2 separate regions of the Sus scrofa genome follow, and region 1 is linked to region 2. A link is a contact called in public HiChIP or PLAC-seq data. All regions are on one chromosome and are shown on one strand. The core of a region is the stretch at or near the end of the contact, and the rest is flanking DNA. Distances in the headings are between cores, read along the strand shown. Region 1 overlaps FBXL7 (F-box/LRR-repeat protein 7). Region 2 holds the start of FBXL7 (F-box/LRR-repeat protein 7).

Evidence for each region. HiChIP or PLAC-seq counts read pairs in DNA pulled down with a chosen protein or histone mark.
Region 1: an H3K27ac HiChIP or PLAC-seq map of skeletal muscle shows a contact between it and region 2, with 10 times the contacts expected there. The contact joins the enhancer-like site here to the promoter of FBXL7 in region 2. A contact is called at or near these places in 5 of 47 Hi-C or Micro-C datasets (fetal heart ventricle, heart right ventricle, retroperitoneal adipose tissue and 2 more) and 1 of 2 datasets of contacts at active chromatin or transcription factors (skeletal muscle).

The regions. Positions count from the first base shown.
Region 1 is chr16:5,083,377-5,089,036 of Sscrofa11.1, reverse strand. All of the region lies in intron 2 of FBXL7 (F-box/LRR-repeat protein 7), which reads right to left. Among named protein-coding and RNA genes, the nearest start is that of FBXL7, 300 kb to the right of the region's middle. Within about 2 kb of position 3,701, at least 16 of the 83 cell types and tissues checked have an H3K27ac peak or open chromatin away from gene starts, as enhancers often do. A contact at or near this core is called in retroperitoneal adipose tissue, skeletal muscle and subcutaneous adipose tissue, where this site is marked.
Region 2 is chr16:4,782,437-4,788,096 of Sscrofa11.1, reverse strand. FBXL7 (F-box/LRR-repeat protein 7) reads right to left here and starts at 3,645. Exons shown (of 4, transcript XM_003133850.6): 1 at 3,097-3,645. The coding sequence starts at 3,172.

The DNA.
Region 1 (5,660 bases), core at 2,452-4,951, 300 kb before region 2:
CTATTATTTTTGCATAAAATGAAAACTATGGCTCTTTACCATCTGATTTCTTTACTGATATGTATTAAATAGACTATATATATACCAAAATAGATTAGAGTGCTATTTGCTAAACTGGGCAACAAAGTATTTTGGGTTGCAACAAAGTCAGGGTTTGCAATTTTGGCTGACAAAAGATGGTAACACTCAGATACTGTGTTTCAAGTGGACTCATCAACATGATTTAGTTTATGCAAAATGAAAGCTTTTTCAAGTCATCTTTTTTCCTCTTTTGCCTTCCATTTCAGTTTCCTGTCTCAGATCTTTGCACTGATGAACTGAATAATCCTAGTTCCTTTCCTCTATTGTTAGAGTCTAGCTATTGCTTGTCTTTCAAAAAGTTTAAAGCTATTTCTTTTGCTTTAAATGATTTGATCTTTCTCAGAGTATCAAGCATTTATATGTGCAAATGATTATTTTAATATTATTTTCTCTTTGAGACGCTAGAGATAATCATTTCTTTCTTTCCTTTTTGCTTTTAGGGCCATACCTGTGGCATATGGAAGTTCCCAGGCTAAGGGTCAAATCAGAGCCACAGCTGCCAGACATAGCCACAGCCACAGCAATTTGGGACCCAAGCCATGTCTGCAACTTACACCACAGCTCACAGCAATTCCAGATCCTTAACTCACTACGTGGGACCAGGGATTGAACCCACACCCTCATGGATTCTAGTGGGGTAGTTTTCTGCTGAGCCTCAAAGGGAACTCCCTAGAGATAATAATATTAATGGCTAATAATTATTCAGCATTGACTCTGTATTAGGCCCTGTGCTAAAATCTTTATGTACTCTATCAAATTTAATCTACCCTAACAGCCCTATGAAGGTTCCCAGGCAGGCTAGGGGTTGATTGGAGCAGTAGCTGCTGGCCTACACCACAGCCATAGCAATGAGGGATCTGAGCCGTGTCTGTGACCTACATCACACTTCATGGCAACATTGGATCCTTAACCCACTGAGGAAGGCCAGGGATAGAACCTGCATCTTCATGCATGCTAGTCAGATTCATTTATGCTGAGCCATAACAGTAACTCTCTATGAAGTCGATTCTATTAGTGGCCACTTTTTTCGGGGGGGATGAAGTAAGTTTCAAGGAGGGTTACCAATTAGGATTCCAATCCAGATCCCAAGCTCTTTTTATTTCCAGGTTTGTTTTTTTTTTAATTTTTAAATTTAAAAAAATTTTTATGGCCACATTTGGAAGTTCTGGGACCTACACAGCAGCTGTGGAAATTTCAGATCCTTTAAGCCCACTTCATCTGGCCAGGGATCAAACCCTTGTCTCCACAGAGACCTAAGCCGCTGCAGTTAGATTCTTAACCCACTATGCCACAGCAGAAAGCCCTGGATCCCAAGCTCTTAGCCACCATGATGACGGCCTGGCAAAATAAGTGGTGGGGGCGGGGGTGGGATGCGGTGGGGGGACAGTTCCTTTCGTGGTAACCCCGAAGCTCTGTGGGGGTGAAGATTTCCCACGGGCAGTACTGAAGTTCAACATTCAAGTAACCATCTGCATAAACCATCCCTCAAATATGCATACATTGTCTGCTTTGGAATATGCAATTATACAGATGTTTGTGATACAGGCACACTGACACATTATTGTTACGTATAGCAGCTTCACATGATGATGATTATTTGCTGCCCACTAGCAAGAAAACATTTCTTCACAGTTAAACCCACAATGGTGGTTTAATACTAAGGTAGAGGTTCCTTCTGTGAGTTCCACTCCAAGAAAATGGCTGAGGTTTGGATAGTTTATTGGGTGAAAATAATAGCCAGCTGTCTTCAGAGATCCAGGATGGGCAAAATGATATCGTTAATGAAGGCAGGCTTTTTAACAGGTACCCACATGAATTTTGAAAAGTAGTGGTTAGCAGCACAAAATACCCCTACATAAGCTCACAAATTGTAATGTCAGGGAGTTCCCATTGTGGCTCAATGGTAACGAACCCAACTAGTAATCATGAGGATATGAGTTTGATCCCTAGCTTCACCAAGTGGGTTAAGGATCCAGCGTTGTGGTGAGCTGTGGTGTAGGTCGAAGACTTGGCTTGGATCCGAATTGCTGTGGCTGTGGTAGAGGCCTGCAACTGCAGGTCCAATTCTACCCCTGGCCTGGGAACTTTCATATGCCATGGGTGTGGCCCTAAATAACAAAAAAAAAAAAAAAAAAAGGGTGGTTTAATGATTAGGATTTGGTGCTTTCACTACTGCAGCCCAAGTTCAGTTTTTGATCTGGAAATTGTGATTCCCACATCAAGCCACTGCATGCGTGTTTGTTTTGAGTGTGTGTGCACACACACACTTGTGCACATAATAAAATTAAAACAAATTATGCTGTCATTAATTCTATACCTTGAGTCCCTACTGTGTGTCAGGAACTAAGCAAGCACTAACAAAAGCAGGGTGTAAAATCACTCAAATCCTTGCTTATGTGGAGTGTCCAAGCTTCCCCTTACAAAGGAAGCCCAGGTGAAGAGCATCCCCACTGGTTACTGGCCACTTGGGACAGATCTCTTATATCATAATTTATCAAGTTGCTATTATTCATGTGTTCAGTTTTACTAGGGAAGAGGAAGGGTCCAAGGCTATGCCATGTCCATCATTATTCTCAGGACCCAGTTTGCCATCTCTCACTCTAATAGGTACTGAAGGTATGACTCTGAGGCAGCCCCACCCACAGTGTCCACTGAGATGGGGGAGGGGTGAGTCTAAGCTGAGCTTGAAGAGGGAGCTCTGGGAAAATCTATCACTGACCATCAGAAGTACACGGCTGGATACCGAAAGCTTTACAACCAGAAATATATTTTAAATAAATTCAAGAGTTCATTTGATTCCTCTGAAATATATAAAGACTTGGTAAGTGAAACATTTGACCTAGAGGGGGAGCTTAAGAACTTGATAGGACTCTGAGAAAGATGAAGAAGGAAATTGAAAGAAAAATGCCCATTGTGGACTCCACAGGAAGCAGGCAAGGGGCTAGATCATTTCCACACAGATATTTCAGCTTATTTGGAGAAAGAGGAAAATAAAAAATTATTGGTCCTCCAGAGTGTGTGAGTCATTTCCAAGACAGATGTGCCCCCTGCTGCTGACAGACCTGGAACAGCTGTTGTGTTTCAACTGCCAAGTCCTAGGCTGTGGTCACAGGGCGACGGAGCAAAGAGTCAGAGTCCCCCGCAGCTGACAGATCGTCTGTGCTTTCACCGGGCTGCGGAGCCCAACAATTTCCAGCTCTGGACGATCTGTGAACTCAGAGTGGAGAGTGCCATGTGGATTTGCCCAGCCAGGCTCAGAGGTTCCTTCCAACCACTGGCATAGATACTGCCCTGAAGTGCTTCCTTGCTGTTAGACATCTGCGTATTTTGTGATTACAAGAAATAAGTGGGAGTTGTTTCTGGAAAGGATCTTATGAATCTGGAAGCTCAACTGATGACACCATTTCCAGAAATGTTAAAGAAAAGCAGGGATTTGAGGCAAAAATAAGTCCCTGTATTAGGGGGAATTTGCTTAAAACCAGTTTGCAGTTTAACTCTCTTCATCAGGAATCCTGAATATCAAGGATTGTCAGAAAACTGCATTTAAGCACTCTGCTACACTGCCTCAGGATGGGCTGAATTCTGCCCACTGGTTACAGTAGCTGCTTTTTCCTCTCCAGACTGTGGGGCCACTTCCTTCTCCAAGCCAGCTCTTTGGGGCTTCCAGGACGTAGTTCTTCCCTCTCCGTGGCTCTCTCCTTCCTGGCACAGTTAGGGTCATTTGTCAGCTAAAGTGTGTGTATGGGGGAATCTCTAAAGGCAGGGTGGAGGAGTGACCTAACTCCATGTGCCAGAATGATCAGTTTTTGTTTCTCATACTGGACACATGTGACAATTGGGCAGCTTTGGTCCAGACAGGTGGACTGAGGAGGCTGCATAGCAAATCACTGCCCACCATCCCCCTCACCTCCCACTGTGCTCTAGGCTGATTCTGTCACTTGTCCCAGGGCAGAGCGGCTTCTGGACACAGGTAAGACCCTACCCTCTTTAGCCGGTGTATCTGTGAGACACACTTACCAATCCATGATTAGTCCTGTCTGACCCATAGATTTGTACTGGGCTAATCTTCCTAAAGAATAGAGTGACCATGTATGCAAGGTGTTGAGCAAGTCCTATTTTATACCTGATGTCCCATCCTGATAATTATCAAAACACCCATCCTCGCACATGAGCCCCAGTGTAGGAGAGGAATCCATGATGCTGTGGCAACATTACTTCTCTGCGCAAAATCTTTAAACAACTTCACATCCATTGCTAACTTCCTCATCTCCAAACTGTTTTAAAATATGAATTTAAGTCATTTACTCTATTTTTTTTCAAGCTCTGCCAGAGATGTTCTTTTTGCTTTCGTATTTATCTTTGTCAAAACTCATTTAGAAAAGGGAACCCTCCTGCACTGCTGGTGGGAATGTAAACTGGTACAGCCACTATGGAGAACATTTTGGAGATACCTTAGAAATCTATACATAGAACTTCCATATGACCCCGCAATCCCACTCTTGGGCATCTATCCAGACAAAACTCTACTTAAAAGAGACACATGCACCTGCATGTTCATTGCAGCACTATTCACAATAGCCAGGACATGGAAACAACCCAAATGTCCATCGACAGAGGATTGGATTCGGAAGAGGTGGTATATATACACAATGGAATACTACTCAGCCATAAAAAAGAATGACATAATGCCATTTGCAGCAACATGGATGGAACTAGAGAATCTCATCCTGAGTGAAATGAGCCAGAAAGACAAAGACAAATACCCTATGATATCACTTATAACTGGAATCTAATATCCAGCACAAATGAACATCTCCTCAGAAAAGAAAATCATGGACTTGGAGAAGAGACATGTGGTTGCCTGATGGGAGGGGGAGGGAGTGGGAGGGATCGGGAGCTTGGGCTTATCAGTCACAACTTAGAATAGATTTACAAGGAGATCCTGCTGAATAGCATTGAGGACTATGTCTAGATACTCATGTTGCAATAGAACAAAGGGTGGGGGAAAAATGTAATTGTAATGTATACATGTAAGGATAACCTGACCCCCTTGCTGTACAGTGGGAAAATAAAAAAAAAAAAAACAAAAAAACAAAAAACTCATTTAAGTGGACACATGGGAAGGTAATTTTGGGATGACTTATCCACAATTCAACACATGGGGTGCAAGTGTTTGGGAAGTTCATTTTTTTTCCGCTTTGACTAAGAAAAAACGACCATCTAAGTGACAGACTCTATGTCATTTTAGAGAATGAAAGCAACTAGCTGAGGCAGTCTACAAACAAGCAAAAGGCAGAATGATGGGGACAAATTAAACAGGATTATTTTTAAGTTTTTAATACTTTTGTTAAATGAGTCAATCTGTAGTTGACTCATTTTGCATTTTTTGGGGGTCTAGTTACTATACTTATAGGTTATAGAGTTATATCAGATGATCTTTGTTGTTGTTGTTGTTTGTCTTCTTTTTAAATTTTTTTTTTTTTTTTTTTGTCTTTTTGCCATTTTCTTGGGCCGCTCTTGCGGCATATGGAGGTTCCCAGGCTAGGGGTCGAATCGGAGCTGTAGCCACCGGCCTACGC
Region 2 (5,660 bases), core at 2,396-4,895:
CATACCTTTAATCTCAGGAGAAGAGCAGAGATTTCAGGACTGATAGAGTTAAGAGAAGAAGTGGCAATGAGAAAGGAAGAGAGAGATGAAAATAAAGGTGATGACAAAGGGAAATGGGCATTTGCTGATTTCAGGGCAAGAACCACTTTTAATTTCCCTATTTATTATTTATTTCCCAACTTATTTCCCTTCTTCCCAAGGCTCCAATAAGTGGTCCATTAAGGCATTATAAGAGCGAAATAAAATGGAGGGCTACAGGCTCAAGGGTGCACTCATAACAGATAATGCCAGGAAAAAAAAAAAAAATTTCTCTCCTCACTCTAGAGAAGAAAGACCCCAAGATTAGGTGACAACTGAGCAAGTCACCAATCAAAGGTGGAATCAAATCTCCAAACTCCCTAATCAAAGCTCAACTTTCCACACAAGAACTGCCTCAAGTTTTAAAACGCAGCTACATTTCTGACAAGCTCTCAGGTGACACTGAAGCCACTGGATCTGGGATGACACTGAAGTAAAAGCTTCTGCCCCACTGCACCTGCTAAGGTTAAGTCTTGGGAATTTTTTTTTTTTTTAATAAAAGAGATATTTCCCAGGAGTAGGAGAAAGTGAGGTTACAGATGAAATGCTGCAGTTCTAAAAGTTCGAATAATTCACAACAATACTTGTAAAATTTAAGGGCCGTTTACATGGTGGTGTCATGCCATGTCATATATTTAGCAAGTAAAATATACTTAAGTTGCAGATTTTTAAAGTACACACAAACACCTGTGTTTCATAGTTACGGGATCTCTCACTGAGCTATTCTGTGGATATGCATTCATTACTAATTTCTCCCTTTTGTTTGAAATATACCACACCTAAATTGCACAAAGTCTATATAACTATCTTAATTCTCATTCTCCTTTGATAACAGAAATACTATGTCTGGGAGTTGCTTTCACCATCTTTGAAATCTGACATTAAAATGTCTAAAGATAAGATGGCACTAACACACCAAATTCCAAAGGGCTTATTGCATAGGTTTTACCATCCAGCACTCCAACAACACAAAGTAATAAAGTTGACCATACCCAATTACACATATTCTATTACAACTGTATATCACATATATTATAATGCCATATATTAGGCGAGGTTCAGGGTAACTGGGGGCGGGGGAAGACTTTTGAAAAGCTCTTATTGGCCTATTTCTCTCTTTTTCACCTATCACAGAGAAACTCCAGGCACTTGAAGAGAGCTGATGAATCCTTGAACATAATGCCTCCTACCCCAGCCAAAACTCAGTTACCTCCCAAAGCCTCCAATTGGTCGCCTTGAATCAGCTGAGCCCCAAAGGCTTTTCCTGTAAAAAGTCCACAGTGTATCTAAATCGGATCCCAGTAAAATTTCGCTTCAGCCCAAGTGAAAATGCAGAGGTAGCATTCACGGATAACAGCTGGAGAACATTAGTCCTCTGTCTCTCCTTTTCTCTCCCAAGGGTTGAAAACTCTGCTGTTCAGACAGGAAGTCGTCATACACCGCACACTGCACAATACGAGAACGCTGGGATATTAGAACAAGTTGCGGAGGATTAGGAAGAGTGTGAGGGGTTTTGTTCAAGAACCCGGAGCAGCAACTTCGTGTTCCTCTTGCGTGTCCATCCCCCACCCCCTCAACCAGTGTTCAAGTAGCATAATGTACACACACCCAGAAATGACAAGCACACACTTCACTCCCTGACAGCTTTTTAAAAACTCAGAGTAAGGAGGCTTAATCTTTCAGTTTTCCACAAATTTCTTAAACATTAACTGCTTTTTTTTGGAGGGGTTGGCCAAGATTCTCCAATAATCTTTTTTTTTTTTTTTTGGCATAAATTCATGTTTGCTATCTTCACCTTCTACTCTTTCTTTTTTTAAAGGGAAATTGTCACAAAAAAACTCTCTCATAAAACTGCCCGGAAGAAGGAAATACATATATTTCCTATATAGGTGGAACTCAAAACATGATGCTCTGGAAAAGAATGATTTAAACAAAAGGTTCTTGTGGATACGGTTTTTTAGGGTCGGTTTCTGCTGTAATTTCATAAAGCTGCTGAGAAGGAACACAGACAAAAACAGGGGAGAGGCAGCCACATTCGGGGGCCGAAGCTCAAAGTTTTGAACAGGATGATAGGAGTTTCCCTAACACCACATGCTGAGTAGCCATTCTGCATTCCTACCAGTCTGCAGGCGCTGGACCCTGTTTCTGACCGCCAGTCCTCTGGGGGCGGGCTGCAAAACCGACCCTGTCTCTTCCACTACCCTCCAGCCAAGTTCACTAAAGACAAACCTTCCCAATTTCTCAACTGTGGGAAACGCTTTTGCTGTATGCCTATCAGGGGCATGCTGTTAATCAACTGGGTTACAACACTACGGTTTTATGCAAAGAGGGGGAGGAGGGGCGAGGGAGAAGCCAACCCACACATCCATCATCCTTTTAGGAGGAGGTGGAGTTTCAAGTTTCCCCAACTTCCAAGTTCCCACTTGACAGGCAATATTTCTGTGCAATTTCCAGCCCCACGTAACAGATGGTCCTTTGCCCGTCTCAAGCAGGGAGAGCGCCCAGACAAAGCCCCCCGTCACTCCTCGCCTTGCATGGCCCCTAGGTGGTCAGTTTCACGAAGCTGTCAGCTCGGGGGCAGTGAGCAGAAAATGGAAACTTAACTTCTTCCAGAAGTTTTTCCTGCTACAGGAGAGTCCAGGGGACCGGTGCACAAAGGCCTGAGAAAGTTTTCACTATGCTGTTTTTCCAAAACGTCTTCCGCCATCCGCCAAACCACCGTCCTAAACCCCAGATGCCCAGAGAAGGAAAGTTGAGGCACGTGTGTTCAGAAACACTGCAGATAGACAACTCGGGCCGTCCCAAAGACAACCTGGGAAGTTGCTTAAAGCGACCCCCGCGGGAGGAAAGCATTCTCCGGGCGCCGAAGCACTCAGTGCCAAAGGGGAAGGTGATGGCCCAGACCGGTGCCAAGTGGGGGTGCGCCCCGGCAGCGTGCGAGAACCTTCCTTCTCGGACTGAAGGGCGAGGGGAAGGGGGGGTGCGAAACGGGAGTGTGAAGACGGGCGGCCCACTCACCCTCACTGCCGTACTGTTTGCCATTGTTCGCGCCCATCCTGCTGCCGTCATGCCCGCCGTCTCCCGGACACTCCATAGCTGGGGCGCACCGCCTGCGCGCTCCGCCAGAGGAAAGCCCGCCCGACGGGATCGTTAGCTGCGCATACCCCACGCTCCGGCACCGAACTCCGGCCGGGGGCGACCCCTGCACGCCGGTGGGAGGGGGCGCTCTGTTCCCTGCTGGCACCCCCGACGGCGCCGGGTGGGGCCGGGGGCAGCCGCCGCCCTTAGAATCCGCGTTCGGGGCCGGCGGGCGCAGCGTCGCTGAGAGCCCGCGCCCCGGGGCCGCCCAGAGGCTCGCCGCGTCGCCGCCGCCGGGTCCCCATCCGCCCGCCCCGATCCCCCTGCGGTGGGCTCTAAGCCGCGCGGGTGGCCGGGGCTCCTGAGCTCCGCTGCCTCCTCCTGGCGCCCCTGCGCACCCGCGGCTTCCCCGGGAGGGCGCGGCGGCCACTTGTTGCGGGTGCCCGGAGCGAGCAGAGACTCAGGGCCCGGCGCCGCTCGCCCAAGGGCCGGACTTTTGTTAGCGCCAGGCGCCTCCTCTCGCCGCCCAGCGTCAATCACAGCTGGAGCCCCCGGGAGGAAGGCCGGCCCGGAGATGCGCGGCCTTTTAAAGGGGCAGCGCGCCTTTTTGGGGCTGGAGCTCCGGCCCCGGCCTCGGCGCGGGCCCTGCTCGCCGCCAGCGAATTGGCGTTGAGCGAAGGAACGTGCTCTTGGCTCTATTTGACTATTGTTCTTTTACAGGCTGGGCCCCTAATTAATATGATAAAATCGTCTTTTGAAATCCCTTGGGTTTGCCTGCAAATATGGCCTGTTTTAGATGTGGGGGCGTCTAACATAAACACGCATTAGAGGCTGATTCTGTCTGACAACTTCAGGTGCTTGTGCTGGCATCCTCCTGTGGCTCCCACGTTCGTTCGGGGACTGGGGCTGGGAATGGAGGAGCGAGGGAGGGAAAACTTTAGGGGAACTTAGCAGGGAGGCACCGCCGAGCCAAAGACATTCCCCGCCCCGGTGCAGGAGGTTTCCTGGCTCAGAACTTTTAAGAGCTTCCGAGCCAGGAAGTGTATTTTCTGCCTGTTTCAATGATTTTTTTCCTTGTGGTTGGTGTTACCCTTTGTTTAATCCATTACAACCTCTTTTGGAGATTTATATGGCACTTCTAGAGTCTTAAAATGGCCTTTTGGTGTTCCCTCGTTTAAATGGAAAAAGGAAATTCTTCTTAATGTTTTATTCCTTTCCGTATAAATACCTTGAATTTTATAGTATGTGCATCTTAATAAAGACCGAGACATTCACAGCGCAGATTAGTTCTTTGAATTACTTTGCAGGGAGACAAGCACACAGCACAGTTTCTCCTTATAGGTGTTAGATGTTTTAAGTTAAATTAAACGTGAATTTTACATATATATATCGAGTGGAGACCCAGGATTTTTTTTTTTTTTTTTTTTTTTTTTTTTTTTTGGTCTTTCAGGGCCACAGGCATATGGAGATTCCCAGGCTAGGGGTGGAATCGGAGCTGTAGCTGCCTGCCTACGCCAGAGCTACAGCAACACAGCATCTGAGCCGCGTCTTTGAGCTAGACCACAGCTCATGGCAATGCCAGATCCTTAGCCCACTGAGCAAGGCCAGGGATCCAACCCACGTCCTCAAGGATGCTAGCTGGCTTCGTTAACCAGTAAGCCACTATGCGAACTCCCAGGATTTTTGTTTAATTACCTTTTTCTTAAAAGGCTTGGGACCACGAGCAGAGATTGTTAGTGACTTGATATTCTGTAGGTTCTATTGGGTTAATTTCCTTTAATTTAGTACATTTTCTTTCTTAAAGATAAGACAAAATATCATGTTTCAATTTTTTCTTTTTAGGGCCGCACCCACAGCCATGGAGATTCCCAGGTTAGGAGTCCAATCGGAACTACAGCCGCCAGCCTACACCACAGCCCCAGCAACACCGGATCTGAGCCACATCTGCCACCTACACCACAGCCTGTGGCAATGCTGGATCCTTAACCCACTGAGTGAGGCCAAGGATCAGACCCACAACCTTATGGTTCCTAGTCGGATTCGTTTCCCCTGTGCCACGAGGGGAACTCCACATTTCAAATTTTTAAAAATCTAGATTTACTGTTCTCAGAGATCATATATTAAAAGAAAAATAATAATTCATTATTTTTAAGGACAGGGTTCAATAGTTTTGTATTGTATTGATAACATTTCAGCTGTCTCAGTCTAAAGAGATTAAGAGCAGTATTTCAAGTCATCCTTTCATATACGTAATCTAGCACACTACCTGGCCAATGATGTTTCCCGTGTCTGTTGATTTAAAATAAAAACTTATGTCCCGGGCCTAATATATAGGAAATAAGGGTGTCTAAAATGTGGAAGACTTAAATGGGTTTTCAGAGACTCCACCTGAAATATAAAGCCAAACTAGAAATGAGCAGATGTCACATTTTCTTCATCCAAACTGGGTCTCTGCTCACTGGATCCTAGTGATTTACCATCACTATTTAGAAATTGCCCTGGAT